Regions from separate parts of the Mus musculus genome. Here region 2 is linked to region 1. Evidence: chromatin contacts called from public HiChIP or PLAC-seq data. All regions are on one chromosome and are shown on one strand. The core of a region is the stretch at or near the end of the contact, and the rest is flanking DNA. Distances in the headings are between cores, read along the strand shown.

Region 1 (4,153 bases), core at 625-3,124:
AGATGACAAATTCATATCGGCTCCTCTGGAAGCGAGGTGGATTGTCATTTATGTCATTGATTTGAACAGTAAAATGTCTCACTGAGGAGAGGCTTGGTGTTCCCTTGTCCTCAGCAATCACAGTCAAACTATACTCAGATCTCTTTTCTCTATCCAGAGTGGCATTGGTCAAGATCAAGTAGTTATTTTCATATGTCTTCTGAAGTTTAAAATGTCCATGCCCATGAAGCTTACAGATTATTTCCCCATTCAGCCCAGAATCCTTGTCTTGAACCCTGACGATAGCAACGAATGTATCAATGGGATCCCCTTCAAAGACATAAGATACTTCTTCTTTTCCAGGGGACATGAGATTTATGCTAATTTCAGGTTTATTGTCATTGACATCCACAACCTTAATTATAATTTTGCAATGAGCAGGAATGGAATTGGGACCCAAATCTTGGGCTTGAACGTCTATCTCATAGGACTTGGTGATTTCATAATCCACTGGCTTGAAAAGAGTCAAGTGGCCTTTTTCTGAGTCGATCTTAAAAGTCTCTATAATTTTGGGAGACACATGACTGCTGAAAGAATACACAATTCTCCCATTAGCGCCCTCATCTGGATCGGTGGCATTTAGATCAAGGAGCAAGGTTCCAACTGGGGAGTTTTCTAAGAGTTGTATTGTGTAAGAAGGCTGCTCAAAGGCCGGGCTGTTGTCGTTGGAATCCGAAATGCTGATTTTCAGGATGGAGGAGCCAGACCTCTGAGGCACTCCCATGTCGGAGGCGGTGAGCTGAAGCTCGTAGCTAGCCTTCAGCTCCCGATCCAACTCTTTCACCACTATGAGTTCAGCGTACTTGGCCCCGTCTGTCCTGGTTCGCACTTCGATATTAAAATAATCATTAGCAGAGAGCGAGTAGGTGTGGAGGGAATTTTCCCCAACATCTGGGTCGAACGCACTGTCCAGGGGGATACGAGTCCCAACTGCTGCGCTCTCCGATATCTCAATGGGAATGACGGGTCTCGAGAATTGGGGGGAATTGTCATTAATGTCCAGCACGTCCACTTCAATGTGGAACAGCTGCAGATGCTCGGTCGGCAGAGTGAGCACATCAAACTCTATCGAACAGTTCAAGTTTTTTTGGCATAGTTGCTCGCGGTCAATTTTAGCCCCTATGCTGATTTCTCCGGTATTCTCATTTACGACCAGGAGAGGAGAATTCCCCCGTGGCATGGCTCGAAAACGAACAGCAGAAGGATTTGGTAGCTTCAATAAAACATCAGCCACATCTTCTGATAGTCTAGCAATTACCGATCCGACCCTCTGCTCCTCATAAATCCTGTATTTCAGATTCTTAGCCAGGACATCGTGGCTGAAAAACGCCATCAGAAGTGCAAGTGCAAATCTAAAGTGCATTTTAGTATTCATTTGGTGCATTGGTCAGTTGCTAGATTCCCTTCTCAGGGCGAGTTAGAAGAGCCCAGCAATCCCTTCAACTTCCTCCCAGCCACTCAGAGCTCTAAGCCACATCGGGTCTCAGAGTCTTGAAAGCGACTCTTAATCACACAGCAATTAAACAGCTCGCAAACTTCAGTTTTCATACACACCGTTTGGCGACTTCCAGATAGGAGCGTGAAGTCCCTTCCTGGTAGGGGTGGCCGCTGGTCCTCCTGGCTGGGAGCAGCGTGTCACCTCGGCCTGGCTCCCCGCGTGGACTCCGTCCCCATCTATTGCAGGGTGCTGGCGGAGTCTGCAGTCTGTGTTTCCCGGGCGATTCTTGATTTTCCCCCCTTTCCTTTTCTCTGCTCCGCTGCAGACTAAACACCGGTGATTGCTGACTCCAGTCTGAAAATCTCTACAACTTCACTTCAACTCAGACAAAGCTCTTTGCCTGGCGTGTGTTGAATCGCTTCCAGCCAATCAGCGAGCTTCCAAATCCGAAGCTGCTGGAGTCACCGGAGCGAGGGAGGGCGCGCGTGGAGGGTGGGAGCGGGAGGGTGGCGGGCGCGGGTTGGGGACCCGCTAGGGGCGCGGGAGCGCGGCCGGGGGTGGGGTTCAGCCCTCCCGCCCCTCCTCCATCTCCATCCACTTTCTCCAAGCGTGCCGCGACAAAGGGGAGACAAATTACAGCAGGAGAGCGGTGTGGGGGTGGGGAGACCGGGAGGGAAGGAAAAAGAAAGGAAGAAAAAAACTTTAAATCAACTTCTGGTCGCCTGTATTTATATATGGCACATTAAATAGTTCTTGTTTTCTTAATTGATCTTTTCTTCTGCTACAAACATGTAATCATCTTGCTTTTTTCAGGGTTCCTTAACTGCTGGTTTCACTTAAAATACCTCCAAGTGAATTTTGTCGGTGGAGGAATTTAATAAAATGGGGAAACTTGCTTCTAATTATGCACACACCCCCTCCCCCTCGGCGGGTCTTTTCTCCTCCAAGGAGCAGCAAGCCGATTTTCTTGGAGCTCTGTTTTAAAGAACAGCCCAAGTGGAGAGGTTTCATTTTCTGCTTTCTTTCATCTTTACTCTTTGAAGATAAGAAAGGGGCCTATCTTGCACTCCCGATTTCTCTTAATTAGCAAGATTTAAAGGAACACCTCAGAGTTTGGAACTAATTAGCAAAAAAATTCTACCTTATTTCAGCCCTTTCTTTAGCTTGAGCAAAATTGTTCCATATATATATATATATATATATATATATATATAGCCTTGCACTTAAAAAAATCCTATTTATTTTGGGCAAAATTGATAGCTTGGGTAAAATTGGTAGCCTTCGCCTAGCGAATTCTTCCAATAGAGTACTATCTACCCATAGTGAGTTTTCACAATGAGTTCTGAGGAGACATGGACTCAATAGTTTACAAGTCAAATTTTTATAATACATACATTATTTATGAAAACAGTTTCCAGATATGTATTTTAAAAACCCAAAGGTTGTTTACACTGAGAAATAAAATGCCTGAGCTGAAAATTGCATTTTGTGTGCATCAGAGTGCTGGAAATATCTCAGGAGGTTGGTGCTGTATCCAGGTCACGGGGTTGATATGGTATTCTTATTGGGAAATATGATTATTTATGATGCTCCTTCTGCTCTGCGGCTCCTTTTAAGTTTATCACTCTGGCTCCATTCTTGCTCACCCTCCCCACCCCCCCTTTGCATTATCCCTCAGCTGTCTTCAGCTACTTGCAAATTCTGTGCTTCACAGAATCTCCATGTAACTTATTTGACATTTATTTTTCTCCTATTTTGCCCCCCAGAAACACATTTTTTTAAAAAGTAATTTTCTGATTTTTCCACTTTGCTTACTCTCAGCAGAACTCAGCTATAGTCACAGAGAAGGTACTCCCCCAAGAAGAAACCAGAGAAGAGCCCCAATACAAACTCTCCTTCATTCTAAGCATTCAAAAACATTTTATGAGCCATTGTCTCACCCCCATTCCCACCCCCAGAAACCAGTGCTGTGTGTCAAATTGTGCAGACTAGGATGTCTGCTATGAATGTGTTTAGTGCTATGTCACTCTGATGAACACTCTGCCCCCCCAATAACACCATTTTACAAGTTTGCAACCCTTTCAAATTGCTGATCCCCAAACCCTATAGACAAACTCAGAAAACTACCATAAGCAACTGGGACTTTAGAAACTCACAGCCATCTGGCCTATGTCGCTAACAATCTGAGCCAATAATTATGTCAGTTCGGGCTTTAGAGAGCCTCTCTGTAAAAGCCAAAGGAACAAAAAAAGGAGTTAGTGACTATTCAAAATTAGGGAGAGAATTCCAAAGACATCTAAGTCTATCAGTTTGAGGACTTTCATCTGTGAATGTGATAAGCATACTGCCACAACGCATGCCTTGGCTTGGTCATCTTCATTTATGGGATGCGTCTTACATTTGCTTAGAGCACCATGCTTTAGCAAATCTTTCTCTTCCTCCAGGCAGTGTGCTTGCCCATAAATATTATGAAAATGACTTCATCTTCCAAGGTATTCACCATAAATTGACAGGTGAGATGTGGCCATTCAGAATGTGTTTCTGTGCTTATGACTCTAGCAATCTTGGAATCATCTCGCGGATGCTTGCAATCTCTTTACACTTAGAGCAGAGGCTAATGTCTTCCTGAGTGGTTTACATAGCTACTTGGTCTGGGATAGAATCTATGGGGACATG
Region 2 (4,153 bases), core at 1,093-3,592, 610 kb after region 1:
GCAGCTGAGCCATGAGTCCCTCTGTGTGTTTTCTTTGATTGGTGGTTTAGTCCCAGGGAGCTCTGGAGATACTGGTTAGTTCATATTGTTGTTCCTCCTAGGGAGCTGCAAACCCCTTCAGCTCCTTGGGTACTTTCTCCAGCTTCTTCACTGGGACCCTGTGCTCAGTCCAATGGATGACTGTGAGCATCCACTTCTGTATTTGTTAGGCACTAGCAGAGCCTCTCAGGAGACAGCTGTATCAGGCTCCTGTCAGCAAGCACTTGTTGGCATCCACAATAGTGTCTGGGTTTGGTGGTTGTTTATGGGATGGATCCCAGGTGGGGCAGTCTTGCGCGCGCCCCCAACTCGCCAGCAAGAACGACGCTGCTACAGGATCCTTCTGCACACATTTATTCAGTCCTATTTCTTCTTTCTCCATATATCTCCCTTGTTTATATCTCCCTTGTTTATATCTCCCAATAATAACAATCCTCTCTCGAATAATAATCCTCCCTCTAACCCGGGCCTCTCACTCTTATATACTCTCAGTTCCCATCCACGCACAGCAGGCCACGCCACCTCACCAGGCACGCAGCTTCAGCTAATCAGGGCAGCAGGGGCAAATCTCCACCAAATTGGATTCACCTGAATCCTGGTACACCTGCGCAGCACTCAAGATGTTTGTGTCTTATATGAGGAAGTCAGGTGCAAGTCATATGACTTAGCTGCAGTCTCTGGCGCCTTTGGGACTGCCGCCACACCCGCTCCCCACAGGGCAGTCTCTGGATGGTCATTCCTTCAGTCTCTGCTTTACACTTTGTTTCTGTTACTCATTCCATGGGTATTGTGTTCCCCCTTCTTTTTTTTTAATTGGGTATTTATTTCATTTACATTTCCAATGCTATCCCAAAAGTCCCCCACACACTCCCCCACCCACTCCCCTACCCACCCACTCCCACTTCTTGGCTCTGGCATTCCCCTGTACTGGGGCATATAAAGTTTGCAAGTCCAATGGGCCTCTCTTTCCACTGATGGCCCGCTAGGCCATCATCTGATTCATATGCAGCTAGAGACAAGAGCTCCGGGCAGGTATTGGTTAGTTCATATTGTTGTTCCACCTATAGGGTTGTAGACCCCTTTAGCTCCTTGGGTACTTTCTCTAGCTCCTCCATTAGGAGCCCTGTGATCCATCCAATAGCTGACTGTGAGCATCCACTTCTGTGTTTGCTAGGCCCCAACATGGTCTCACAAGAGACAGCCATATCTGGGTCCTTTCAGCAAAATCTTGCTAGTGTATGCAATGGTGTCAGCGTTTGGAAGATGATTATGGGATGGATCCCTGGATATGGCAGTCTCTAGATGGTCCATCCTTTTGTCTCAGCTCCAAACTTTGTCTCTGTAACTCTTTCCATGGGTGTTTTGTTTCCAATTCTAAGAAGGGGCAAAGTGTCCACACTTTGGTCTTCATTTTTCTTGAGTTTCATGCGTTTAGCAAATTGTATCTTATATCTTGGGTATTCTAAGTTTCTGGGCTAATATCCACTTATCAGTGAGTACATATTGTGTGAGTTCTTTTGTGATTGGGTTACCTCACTCAGGATGATGTTTCCCCCTTCCACACTTTAGTCTTCCTTCTTATTGAGCTTCATGTGTTTTGCGAGGAGTCTTTAGTGCACAGAACCATATCATCCATTCATTTTTTACTTCTCCTTTTCCTATATATATTCTCTTTATTTCTGTCTCTTGTCATACTACTCTAGGTAAGACTTCAGACAGTACAATGAACACAAGAGGAGAGTGCTTATCCTTGTCTTGATCCTAACGTTAGTGGAAATGTTTTTCCCCACCTAACAGGATGCTGACAACTGCTTTATTGCACACAACCATGGCTCTGTTGAAATGGACTCTCTGTCCCTAATATCTCCATGTCTTTTATAATGAAGCAATGTTGAATTTTATCAAAGGTCTTTTTTACATCTCTTCACACTATCACGTAGTTTGAAATTAGGCACATTAATTTTTAGATATTACGCTATTGATTTGTGTATGTCGAACCATCCTTGGAGCAGCTGGCCATACTTTTACTTTTATATATGGAATAAACATTGCTGAGTATTTCCTATGCTCTCCTCCCTAATTTCTTAAACTGTGGTTTCAATTCCATGTATTGTCACATAACCAGATGTGGTGATTATGGAAAAACTTGGCAGGAGTAAAAGTTTTTCTGACTGCACTATGATCAGAAAATAATTCAAAACAAAATACACAATGAATCCCATTCATCGTGAGCTGGGCAGCACCCTCAGGCTGCCTCACTCCACCTCACTGCAGGCTTGGTTCTGAGCACACAACATATCCCATTCTGTCACCTCATACAACACCAGCTCCTGCTTTCTGAAACAACTCAGCTCAGGACTGGGACTGCTCTAGGCTACGAAATACAGTGCTTTTGCTCTGCGCACACAGCTTTGCCATTCTGGAAATATAATGGCTTTATTATGAAAGCTTAAACTTGGACTGCATTAAAATATTTGATTTTCAAAATTGTGGACTCACATTTTTTTTCTTTTAAAAACAATCAGTAACACCTGCTTGGGATTAAGCTAGGATTTCTAGTGTGTCCTTAAGTTTGTTTCTACCTTGTAGTCACATGTGCTTATGTAAAATGTCTGTCTCTCTCAGTTTTGGTGTTTATAGACTCAAATCAACAGACAATTCTGAAACATACTGAAGATCCTCTACATTCTGCAATATCAAATATTTTAGCAAGATTTTTTTAGACTAAAAAATAAAGAAGCATATCTGCTTATTCATATGCAATTTGCTTTCATCTTTACATTTTATGGTAAAGTCATAAATGTACCTAATAATTGTTTTTGAATAAAATTTCTATTAGTAGTAAATATTTGATCAAAATGCCTATTTGGTAAATCCCTATACTTAGAATTGTGTAAGACTTTTTATACACTATGGAAAGCCCTATGTTATGGAAAAAAACACACACACACACACACACAATGGGAATCCCTACACATTATAGAAAACCCTATACACTATGAAAAGCCCTACACACTGTGGCAAGCCCTACATACTATATAAAAAAGTTTCAGGTTCATTCAGAAACAAGTAAATAAATGGGAGACAGTTTTGAAGATGTGACCTGATTTCAGTTTCACAAAGAATATTCTCGTGAAACACAGTTTTGGATTAGAAAGAAACAAGAAATGATACTCTTGTCAAAGGTCACAAATGAAAAGACTTTGTCCTACAGGTGAAAATAACACATTAGGTAAATGAGAGCAGAAGCTAGACAGACATGTACTCTGAAGATGCTGGAGAGATGGGACCTGCCTACACTGTTACTTTACATACAGCAAATTAGTGCCAAGAAATAGTTCAACACATGCAGACAATCAATGAGACAAAAAAAAAATCATAAAAAGCGCCAGCTTCAGCTTAAAGCAGTATTTATTATAGAAAAGAAACATGATGCTTAATATGTAAACTATGAAATATTTATTCAAATGTCCATTTGAAGTATTTTCAAGTAAAAATATACAAACACAGACATATAGAGAAGCAGCTAGAAGCATTAACAAGTGGCCAGCTCCGCAAATGAAATGTAATTCAACAATGCAAATTTTTGTGACATCATACTGCACCAATGCATCCATACAAAAAGATGAACAAGAATTCCCATCGGGAAGTACATTTGTTCCACTGTGCTTTTCCAGTCCTACAAATAGCGCACAAATACCATCGAGCAATGAGTTTGTTGCAGCAGCACTCTCCCAAGAGGGAGCTCACTTCGCTGTGGAACCTGCTTTATCTCACACATCACATGTTTGTACACTCGTGCCAAGGAATTCAAAGATACATCTCTATGCTGTGCTCACAACTCACCACTCAGCATCTGTGTATCAAAACCACCTTGCCCTTTTAAGTATTCACCATTTGTACAAAATACAGCCATCACCTTCCCCAAGGTTCAACATCGCAATGCCATGGTAAAGAACTTAGCCAGACGTGAGGAACGCAGAGAACACAGGGTACCATTTTTGTCTAGGCAGTGTGTTTCCAATCCTGTATCGAGATCACCAGAACAAAGGTGCCATGCTCCTACATGGAGAATGTTCTAAGGTCATCAGAAACACAGTCTAGATCCAACACA

What was found. HiChIP or PLAC-seq counts read pairs in DNA pulled down with a chosen protein or histone mark.
Region 2: a contact with region 1 is called in an H3K4me3 HiChIP or PLAC-seq map of embryonic limb bud, with 3 times the contacts expected there. The contact joins the enhancer-like site here to the promoter of Pcdh18 in region 1. A contact is called at or near these places in 3 of 39 promoter capture datasets (cranial neural crest, embryonic stem cells and second pharyngeal arch cranial neural crest), 4 of 484 Hi-C or Micro-C datasets (granulosa cells, nephron progenitors, neural progenitor cells and 1 more) and 4 of 115 datasets of contacts at active chromatin or transcription factors (astrocytes, craniofacial prominence, embryonic forebrain and 1 more).

Annotation. Positions count from the first base shown.
Region 1 is chr3:49,755,442-49,759,594 of GRCm38.p6, forward strand. Pcdh18 (protocadherin 18) reads right to left here and starts at 1,875. Exons shown (of 4, transcript NM_130448.3): 1 at 1-1,875. The coding sequence starts at 1,423.
Region 2 is chr3:50,361,504-50,365,656 of GRCm38.p6, forward strand. It overlaps Slc7a11 (solute carrier family 7 (cationic amino acid transporter, y+ system), member 11), which reads right to left. Exons shown (of 12, transcript NM_011990.2): 12 at 3,433-4,153. Among named protein-coding and RNA genes, the nearest start is that of Slc7a11, 80 kb to the right of the region's middle. Within about 2 kb of position 2,343, at least 6 of the 459 cell types and tissues checked have an H3K27ac peak or open chromatin away from gene starts, as enhancers often do. A contact at or near this core is called in embryonic limb bud, where this site is marked.